Linked DNA regions of Canis lupus: region 1 is linked to region 2. Evidence: chromatin contacts called from public Hi-C data. All regions are on one chromosome and are shown on one strand. The core of a region is the stretch at or near the end of the contact, and the rest is flanking DNA. Distances in the headings are between cores, read along the strand shown.

What was found. A called contact is a pair of places that touch in the nucleus more often than the background predicts.
Region 1: a contact with region 2 is called in a Hi-C map of skin fibroblasts, with 2.9 times the contacts expected there. The contact joins the enhancer-like site here to the promoter of ZEB2 in region 2. A contact is called at or near these places in 2 of 9 Hi-C or Micro-C datasets (amygdala and skin fibroblasts).

What each region holds. Positions count from the first base shown.
Region 1 is chr19:49,377,930-49,383,257 of UU_Cfam_GSD_1.0, reverse strand. It overlaps LOC119864401 (a long non-coding RNA gene), which reads right to left and starts at 128. Exons shown (of 2, transcript XR_005373828.1): 1 at 1-128. Within about 2 kb of position 3,272, at least 6 of the 20 cell types and tissues checked have an H3K27ac peak or open chromatin away from gene starts, as enhancers often do.
Region 2 is chr19:48,197,530-48,202,675 of UU_Cfam_GSD_1.0, reverse strand. ZEB2 (zinc finger E-box-binding homeobox 2) reads left to right here and starts at 2,274. Exons shown (of 10, transcript XM_038565130.1): 1 at 2,274-2,795; 2 at 3,767-3,908. The coding sequence starts at 2,781. It overlaps LOC119864491 (a long non-coding RNA gene), which reads right to left and starts at 3,235. Exons shown (of 4, transcript XR_005374283.1): 1 at 3,140-3,235; 2 at 2,275-2,522; 3 at 551-701; 4 at 222-446.

The DNA of each region.
Region 1 (5,328 bases), core at 2,023-4,522, 1.2 Mb before region 2:
TTTGCAATTATTTGTTGATTCTTCTTTCGTTGTGTTGGGGAAGAATGAAAACTTTCCCTCTACCCTTAGTTCTTGGCTCAGACCCCTTTAAGAAGAGACAGATCGGGGGATCCCTGGGTGGCTCAGCGGCTTGGCACCTGCCTTTGGCCCAGGGCGCGATCCTGGAGACCCAGGATCGAATCCCACATCGGGCTCCCGGTGCATGGAGCCTGCTTCTCCCTCTGCCTGGGTCTCTGCCTCTCTCTCTCTCTCTGTGTCTTTTATGAATAAATAAATAAAATCTTAAAAAAAAGAGACAGATCTACAAGAGAAAAACACACAAGTTTATTAACATGTATACCTCCTGTATACATGGGGGACACCTAGGGAAAGTAGTTTAGAACTCAGGCTTAAATTCCAATTTAACAGGGAAAAGGAAGGGGAGATATAGGACTCTTAGATGAAACAAATGATTTTTAGGAAAAATGAATGGACCCGAGAGGAACAGATGAAAGATATGATAGTTTGTAAGGAAGCCCATCAGAGGGTGGTGTGGACGTCTAGTCTCCTCTCCTGTGACAATGCCAGTCTTCCCCGGTGGTGGAAACTCATGGGGGGGGGGGGGTACTTAGGACAACTGAATTCCTTGGGAGGAGTTGTCTTTAGCAGAGAGGGAAGTTCAGAGGCAGCCTCTCCCTGGATTTGCTTTTCAAGGGCCTATGAGTGCCATACTTTGGGGCTGCGTCTTCATTCACTCCTCACTTGATTCCAAACTCTATCAAGGCAATTTTGTTCACTGATGAAACCCTGTTTTCCTGACTCGAGTGTGATGTTCAATAAATAAGGAAGAGGCTGCCTGGAAGAGGAGGCGATCTAGGTCAAGGGCTGTTCAAGCAGAACTCACACCTCCATCTTGAGAGAAATTGGTGAAGAGGCTGACCTTTATGGTTTCCATCCAACTCCAGGGTGCTGTGATTCTCGGAGTAGCAGAATCAGTTACTACTGGGATTCCTCAAAGGAAAGGCAGAAAAATGCGCAGCACACAAAAAACTACGGGGTCACGTCCTGCAGGTGATGTGAGGGGTAGGGACCATGCCAAGGATGGGGACCCTTTGGGAAATCACTGATACTGCCCGGCTGCCCCCAAAGCAGGAGTGGAGCTCGGTGGCCTGAAGGATCATGGTTAGAAGAATACATAACTAAAATAAAGTCCTTACATGGGCCACAGGGCTCTTCCGTCTTCCCAGCAAAAATGTAAAAAAAGACCATGTTTCCTAAGGAAAACAAAAATGAAAGAGTAAAAGCAGGCATTGAGTCTTGGAAGCGAAATGAAAAACAAACACATAAAAATGAAAAGCAAGCAAACAAAACCCAATTGCTGTCCGGGAGGAATAAAAGCAGAGAGGGAAGTAGTAAATCAGAAAGGAATGGGAACAGCATCCTGTGTTTTCAGAACTCTTTGGGTTAGAACCTCTCATCCGGTGTCTTTGCAACGTGGTAAGCACCTGTAATGGGTTTATTGGTAAAAATCGTCGCGATTAAAACCTGCCTGTCTGGAAAGGAAACCTAATGAGAAACCTTATAGAAATGGATGGTGATGCAATGGGAATGTTTGCATCGGTCAGAAATATGGGACTCGTTCCTGGGGCTGGGCCTCGCTTGACCCTAGGGCAGGGAAGCCGGGGCCTGGGACAGATGGAGAGGGCGTCCGAGTGCGCTGCATCCGGGCCTGGGTCGAGGCCCGGGGTGGACACAGGCTGGGGGAGGCAGTTCTCTGCACCGCAGCCCCGGCCCTCAGGCAGGCCACCTCCTGCCCTCTCTCCCACCGCGGGGGCTGCACCCGCAAATCCCCCCCAACGTGGAGAGGGGCCGTGCCCGACGGGCCCTGACCGCCAACCGGCCTCCCCCGTCCCTGGACTTCTAATCTCCACTCCTCTCTCGATTCTCTTGCAGCAAGCCCTTCTCCTCTTATAAAACAGAAAAGAAATAAGGCCGTAATTACTTTTTCACACCCTCTACTAATATAAGCCCAGCAAATACTCCCCTTTTCCCTAGACTTCAGTAAGCACAGATTTGGGATCCTGCGAGCGTTCTTATAAAAGGGCCGTGATTCTGTGGCACTAGAAATTGAAGAAAGAAGGAAAGAAAAAAGCAAAAAAAAAAAAAAAAAAAAAAAAAGCAACTCCCTGGTCAGCTCTTTTTAAAGAACACACACATTTGGAGTATTTAACTACTTGGGCCTCAGTGGCCTGTTAGCCCCTCTCTGTGGACTTGACCTTTGAGTGGATGAGAGTGCAAGGCCTAGGAGACTGGGGTGCGCAGGGAGAGAGGAGCCAGGTCCCAGAACCACAGAAAGCCAGACAGCTAACTGTCCCCCCACCCACCCCCTCTGTACCGTCCCCTGAAGGGGCGGCCCAGCCCTAGTGTGGACCCTGTTTCTGCTCACATCTAGGCCTAACGTCTAACAGCCGAGTTGTCAACGAATGCCATTAGCACAGACGTGCCACAGGCACTCGGGGCCGGGGCGGCAGGCAATCTAGACCAGCGCGGGCCGGGCAGGCGTGGGGGGGGGTTGGCTGGGGGGCAGCTTACAGTCATTACCGACCTGGGCTCTGTTCAAACCAGTGACCTAGAAATGAAGGGCTCCAAATCCCATTACTAATTCCCCGAGCCATCAAGTCTCCCCTATGGCCTGGATCTTGTCCTGAAACCCAGGTCTCCTGTGGAAATAGCATCCGACGGCGGCCACCGCCTTGGCAGGCAGAGGTTTTGAAACAGAGGAGGGGACACAAAGAGGGGAATGTGCACATACAGAGTTGGCTTTAATTATCACTCTGAAGTTGCTCAGCAACTTTCAACCTCAAAACCTGAGCCTTCTTTAAAGTGAAAAGCTTTGCCAGGAAGTACAAGAATGGTGTTCAAACAAACACGGCCTTCTGTTTGGTCTGAATGGGGGAAATCCACAGCCCCCCCCCCCCACCCGAGGAATAATGAGAGGAAGCCAAATGAGAGGAAGTTGTTGAAAAGGAAAGAAAGCGATGAAATGAGTATTGCAAGGATGAGAAGAATATTTACTGCCCGAGGAAGAGAGAGGAGCCAGATGAAAGCCCCCTTGAACGGCTTTTCCCCTCTTGCTTGCTACCTCTGCGGCGCTCTCCAAGGCCTCTCATCAGAGGGGGACAATTAGTTTTCGGTGAACAGTAGGATTTGGGGGAGCTGGGTGCAGCCCAGGCCGCAGCGAGCTGCGCACAGGCCTGTAGGTGGAGCTGCACTCTGCAGTTCGAGGAGCTCGGCCTCCACAATGAAGCAATTGTTTCCTGTCTCCACTTAGCAATTCCTCCCCTCTCCTTCGGCTCTTTCTGGTCGCATGTTCTATTTATTTTAATGTATACCTTTGTGGAAAGCCTGTCTCCGAGGGGTCAGATACCCGGTTGATATGTGGCCTTCAAGGGGGAGAAAGGAGTGCGGCCTATTCCCATGACATCCCAGGGCTTTGTAGAGCCAAAAAAACCTTCTCAGGAACACCTAATCCTTGGGCTCTGGCCAAGGACCACAATCCTTCTGCACAACTGACATGGGCCACTCGGGACACTTGAGAGCTTTAGGTGTGTCTCTCTGAAGTCAGCCCCGGCCAAGCATGAGGCAAATGTGCCCGACCAAAGAAAATAAATTATGTGGACTCCAATTTTCAGCAGTTATGAAGTATTAAATTACACATGCGAAGAATTCACTCTGGGATTAACCCTTTGGAACTGGAACAGGGTCCCGTCCCAGCGCTGGGGATGGGGAAGGGAGCGGGCTCCCTGGAAGGCCTGCGTCTCCAAAGATGCAGAGGTGCCCCCCGTCCGGGGGGGGCCAGGGGTGCTCACAGGAGGAAGATCCTAGTGAAATCCAAGCACGTTCTGCTGAGACCTGGGCTGGGACAGGGGGTGTGTGGGTTTGGGGGCCTCTGTGCCGGCTCTTAGGGCCTGCTGTGCCCCGTAGATGGTTCCAGCGACCCCGGGGAGCTCCTGAGTTCACGGCGAATGCCACCCTGGGCACATGATCTGCACGCATTGCCTCCTAAGTCACACAGGCCCCGTGGCTGCTTCTTCCCTGGGGTTTGCAGAAGTGGCGGGGAGCCACGGGAACTTGACTGAAATCACAACCACCGAACTCCTGCAGAGGCATCTGCCTCCTGTGACTCAGGGAGCCACAGCCAAGGACATCCTGCCCTGCCCCTTTCCAGAATTCTGGGGGCCCCAGCACCCTTCGAAGCACTAAGCCTTTGGTCTTAGGGATGGGGCTGAAATCGAACACGGAGATTTCTGCAGCAGAGCAACAAAAAAGCTGCTGTTTGTTTCCCTTTGAAAAGCTATTTATTTACCAAATGACCGCAGAAAGCAGATCTTCAGCAATAACAGGGGAAAAAAAAAATCAGTCTTCAAGAACCTAAATTTTTTTTTTGACCAAGTTAACTTTCCAGTACACTATGTGTCTTAGGTACGCAAAGCAGGTTTCGGGGAAGCATCCAGACCTGTCCTTCTCCTCCCCACGCCCCCCACTCTCTGCTGTCAGAGGGCCTGTGATCTACAAGACGCACAGGGTGTCTGAGGACTGGCCAGTCGAGTCCCCAAACAAACCCCTCACTCACCTCCCGTGGGCCTCTAGAAACCATAAGTATGCAACCACCTGCATGGGAAACCCCGTGGAACTCATCCACGTGCCTCATTTCAACCAAGAGGGAACTGAGGCTGGCAGAGAAACTAGTTGCTGCTCACAGCCCCCCAGCTAGGACTGTGCGCATCCTGACTTTCGATGCTCAAACAATAAATCTCTCTCGTTGGGGCAAGAGGTTGCTTGCTCTGTGCCTTAGCTGCTCCCATCGGCCCAGAGAATTGGTCTTTTCAAATCCTTGTTATTCCGAGTGGAACACTGTGGGGCACATATAGAGGCTCACTGAATTCATCCACGTGGTAACGGATGGGTGCCTGCGTGGTTCCGTGGGTTAAAACCAGAGAGCAAGAGAAAGAAAAAGGATGAGAGGGACAGATCAAGACAGAGGAAGAAGATGCAGTTCCCGACGCCGCAGGGCTGCTGGGTGGAGCAAGTAATAAAAGTAATTGCTAAGCACCCATGAAACGAGACTGCTGTGTAAGACTAAACCAGGGTGAACCAAAATTTGCAAAAGTCATGAGACTTTTATTTTCAACAGGTGGCATTTAAGAATGCAAACTATGGACACCCAAATGAGAGCTCGATGTAAAGGGGAAGAGATGCGGGGATTTTCCTACTTGTGAAACAGGCCTGAAAAACACTGCTTCGTGTCCGTGAGCCTCTACGGGGTCCAGAGGAATGGCTGATGGGAGA
Region 2 (5,146 bases), core at 1,025-3,524:
TCTGGTCATTAGAAATATCTGTGTAGCAAGAGGCGATCTGGATCGAGGACCCGGGATCTCTCCCTTTAACTTTCGCCCCTTAGAGTTCTCCAGTTCTGTGAATGGTGTGCACCGCTTTCCGCCCTGTACTCTGTAGGATTTAGTGATGAGGATAATGATGCCAAAGGCTTGACGGGGGGGGGGGGGGGGGGCGTGGAGAAGAGAGAGAGGGAGGGAGGGAGGGAGGGAGGGAGGCGAGAGGGAGGGAGAGAGGAAGGGAGGGAGGTGGAATTTCATTTCTTCCACTAAAGCGTTTGCGGAGACTTCAAGGTATAATCTATCCCAGATCCTTTCCCAGAGAGAAACTTGGCGATCACGTTTTCACATGATGCTCACGCTCAGGGCGCTTCAATTATCCCTCCCCACAAAGATAGGTGGCGCGTGTTTCAGGGTCTCTCCTCTCTCTCCTACAGAAAAGAAAAAGAAAAAAATGTCATTAGAAGAGGCGTAACACGTCAGTCCGTCCCCAGGTTTGTGTTTCCTGGAGTGGCCGAAAGAGATCAGTTCTAACCTGCTCCGCAGGAATAACGGTCCTGCCTCCCGACACTCTTGGCGAGGTTTTGTACAGTTTGCTCCGGGAGCTGTTTCTTCGCTTCCACCTTTTTCTCCCCCACACTTCGCGGCTTCTTCATGCTTTTTCTTCTCACCATTTCTGGCCAAAACTACAAACAAGACTTCGCAGGTAGGTTTTTTTTTTTTTTTTCTTCTCTCTCTCTCTCTTTCTCTCTCTCTCCCCCCTTTCTCTCTTTTTTATTCCTTTTTGGTACGGTCATCCCCCCCCCACCCTCCTTTTATGATTTTTTTTTTCCTCCTTTTAAGTGGGGATGGGAGTCTGGAGTGAGAAGGAGTGTCCGTGGGCAGGAATTTCAGGTGGGTTTAGCTCCTTTATGGCAAGCTTTTCCCAAGAGTGACTTCGTGGATTTCTCTGGCACTCCCGCTCCCTCTCCCTGCTTTCCTCTCCCTTTTCCTCCTCCAAATAATTTGCCCTGTACCTGTCCATTCAGGTAACCAAAGGTGCCTTTTGCTACCCAGCCGAGGAAAAGTTTTATTGAGAACTACATGGTGGAAGGAAAACTCCTCCAGGGGGAGAGAATCTAACCCTGTTTTGTTTTTTTTTGTGGGTTTTTTTTTCTTTTTTTTTTTTTTTTTTTTTTTGCATCTAGCTCCAGTACATTGTATTCAGCAATTAAAACTTGGCAGATAACCTGTTAGTAATGACAAAACTTGATCGATACAAACCCACCAAATTCAGGGGCATGTCTTTCTCTTAGATATGGCACTGCATCCTCTCCCACCGGAGAAGGCTGTTTTCTAAGCAGAAAGTTGCCTGTTTTTGTCTGCTTAGCGAGTTTCATTTCTTTATTTTATTCTTTGTGTGTGTATGTATGTGAAGTAACACCTCATTTCTGTGATGATAAATAAAGAAGTGAAAGTCCTCATGGAACTTGAGTCGTTTACCAAAGTGTGTATGTGGGGTGGGGGGTGGGGGGTCACTACAGCTGGGAAGAAAGCTGCTGTCAGGATATCAGAGTTGTAAATTAAGGGTAACTTTTGGAATTGTGTTTTAAATGGCAAAGTAATAGAGACGTGGATCGAGCAGGAGACACATGCACACACATATCCCATTCCCTACTTTGGCACCGAAAAGTCGAGAGAGAGATAGCAGGAGTTCCCAGGAACAGTGATGAGCCCGGCTAACGTGAATGTGTTTATCTCCCACCTACTTATATATTTTCCATGCTCCCCCTGTAATGATGAAGGCAAGATTACTAACTCCAGAGTTAGAAATAACAGGCAGAAGATAAAGTTTACAGCACAAATGCCCTGTCTCTCTCCCTCTCTCTCTCTCTCTCTCTCTCTCTCTCACACACACACACACACACACACACACACACACACACAGGCTCATAAAACTAGCAGCTTACTTTATTAAACATGTATTTATATGCAATCGTGTGTAAGTCTCAGCATGAATACAGACAGGCCAGCTGTTTCATCCCAGACACTTGTGTGACCGTTTCCTGATTTCAGGATTTTTCCCAACAATTTCAAATCAATAGGAGAGCCAGGAAATGACAAAATGTGTCAGACTTAAAAGTCACCCTCTATGCCTAGGTTAAATTCAAGGTGCTTTCTAAACCATCCACTTCCCCTTCTCTCTGCCTCGCCGCCCCCCCCCCCCCCACTAACCACCACCACACTCCTCTCAGCAAATGTGTGGAAACTGATACTCACTTTCCAGGTTTTCTGCAAAGCTTTGAGCACAGGAGACAATAGGTGCGGGGCGTGGGGACTGAGTGTGCCCGGCAGAGGAAGGGTTAATGGCCCTTGTGTTACAGTTTGCATCTGTTACATCTTTTATAGCCCCTGTTTAAACTAATCCTCGAGGCACAGCATCTTCCCAACCTCCACCGAGTTTCGGGATTCTCCACCTCTGCTGCCTGCCTCCGAGGTTCCCCTTCTCCAAGTTTTGACAGTTTCAGCTGAAGGGGAAAAAAAAAAAAAAAAAATGCAGCGCCTCTCTCGATTTTTAGGTACAAAAGTTTCGAAGCCAGAAAGGATACGATCATTTAAGTAGAGCTTCAAAGTATTGCCGTAGCGGTTGGACTTTCTCTTTCCTTTCTTGAGGGGATAGAAGAAAAAAAAAAAAGAAAGAAAGAAAGAAAGAAAAGAAAAGGAAAGAAAAAAAAAAGAAAGAGAAATTCTACTGGAAGTATTTAAGGGAAGCAGTGTAGGGGAGCATGTGTGTGAATGAGGTGGGGGAAAATACTTAAGTAAATATTGTCAAAGTGGCGGTGGGGGGGGAGGTGTGTAGGGGTGTGTGTGTGTGTGTGTGTGTGTGTGTGTGTGTGTGTAGGGGGGAGGTGGGAAGCGCTGGTGTCCAAAGAGGCTTATAATTATACTTCTTATTTCGGCGTGAAATGGGAAATCTTAATTTGGGGGCGGGGGACCGGGGTGGCGGTGGGTGTGTGTGTGGGGTGTGGGGGGGATGGAGACAGCCTCGATGGACTCCCGGGGAGGGGAGGGGAGCGGAGGGGAGCGGAGGGGAGCGCAGGGAGGGAGGGAGGGGGCGCGGGGCGAGCGGGCTCCCCATAATTACTGTTATCAATTTGCCCGAGTGTGCTTCATCCGGGGGCTGTTGTTTGTTTGTTTGTGTGTCTCCTCCGGGGGGGACGGGGTTGTGTGTGGGGGTGGGGGGGCGCGCGGGATGGGGACGCGAGCGCGAGGCAGGCCGGCGTCGCCCCGGGTCGCGGGGCGGGGGGGCGGGGGGGGTGCGCGGGGCGGGGGGGGGTGCGCGGGGCGGGGGCGGGGGCCGGGCCGGGCCGGGCCGGGCCGGGGTCGGTCGGTGGCGCGGCGGGGCCCCGGGGGGCGCGGCGGCGGGTCCGGGGCCGGGTCCGGGTCCGGGGCTCCGGGGCCCCCCTCGCGGGCGCAGCGCGGCGCCCAGGAACGCACACAAAGCGCCTCGGGGCCCGCGGGGGGCGGGGTGGGGTGGGGGTGGGGGTGGGGGGTGGGGGTGGGGGGGGGCGGGGGGCGGGGAGGGGGCCGCCGAAGTTTCGCTTTGGCGCAGGGGTGGGTGCCGGGCGCCGGGCGCCGGGTGCCGGGTGCCGGGTGCCGGGTGCCGGGGCCGGGGGGGGCGCTGGCCGGGCCGGCCTGTCCCCGGGCGGCGGCGGCGGCGGCGGCGGCGGCGGCGCGGCGATGCCCACACTGTCGCTGTTTGGTTTGCTAGATCGAGCCTGCGTGCTGCCGGAGCAGGGCGCCGAGTCCATGCGAGCTGCCATCTGATCCGCGCTTATCAATGAAGCAGCCGATCATGGCGGATGGCCCCCGGTGCAAGAGGCGCAAACAAGCCAATCCCAGGAGGAAGAACGGTAAGAAGCGGCCCGGACCAAACTTTTCCGGGCTGCTCGGCGGCGCGGGCCGCGGGGAGGGGGGGCCGGGAAGGGCCGGCGAGGCGGCGGCGGCGGGCGGGCGGCGGCGGGCGGGCGGCGGGGACCCCGCGGGCGAGCCTCTCCCGGGGCCGGAGCGGGAGCGGGAGCGGGAGCCGGAGCCGGAGCCGGAGCGCGCGGAGCGGGGACCCGGGGCGCCCGGGGGGGGGGGGGATGGGGCGCCGGCGGGAGCGCCCGGGAGAGGCTCGCCCGCGGGGTCCCCGCCGCCCTCCGCCGCGCTCCGCCGCCCGGTCCGCGGGTCCCCGGCCGCGCTGCGGGAGCGCCGGGCCGGGCAGGGCGGGGCGGGGGCGGGGGCCGGGGCCGGGGCCGGGGCCGGGGGCCGGGGCGCGGGACCCGCGGGGGGCGGGGGGCGGGGGCGGGGCGGCGGGCGGGCGGACGGGCGCGGGCGGGCGGGGGGTGGGGGGGCCCGGGCTGCGCCGCCGCCGGCCTCAAAGTTTCTTGCCGGAGTCCGCGGCCGCCAAGTAACGGTCCGCGCGGGCGGCGGGGCCCGGCAGGGCGCGCCCGGGGCCCGGGGCCCGGGCCGGGGGCGGGGGCGGGCGCCGCGGGGTCGCGGGGGGCGCGCACACAGACTTTTCTGGGCCGTTTCCGCACGCTCCGGAGGCGCCCGCACCCGGGCTGAGCCGGGGAGCAGGACGCAGACGGGGCGAGGGGGGCGAGGGGGCGCGCGGGCGCGGGGGGCTGCAGGCGGGGGCGGCCGCGCCGGGGTCCCCCGGCAGGGGGGTGCCAGAGGGATGCGGGCAGGACCGGGAGACGCCGGGCCCCCGCCCCCGCCCCCCCCAGGTATCACCCCCCGAACCGAGTCGTGGGAATAAAAGAGGAAAGTGATTGGCAAAGAGCGCGGGAGGCGCCCGGGGAGGGGAGCGGGCTGGGGACCCGAGGGGCGCCGCGGGAGCGGACGGGGGACCCCCCAGCCTCCGAAGGAAACCCAAGCCCCCAAAGCAAACAAGCCGAGGAGCGCCGGCTCGGGCCGGGGAAGGAAACTTGCGGCCGCCCGCGGGCCCGGCCCGGGCTCCCCGGCCTCCGGCCCCCGCGCCCTCCCCGCGCCCTCCCCGCGCCCTCCCCGCGCCCCGGCCCGCGCGGACCAACTTTCCCCGGAGGCCGCCTGCCCGGCAGCCGCGCGCGGGGCGGGCCGGGGAGGCACAAAGACCCGGAGCCCTGAT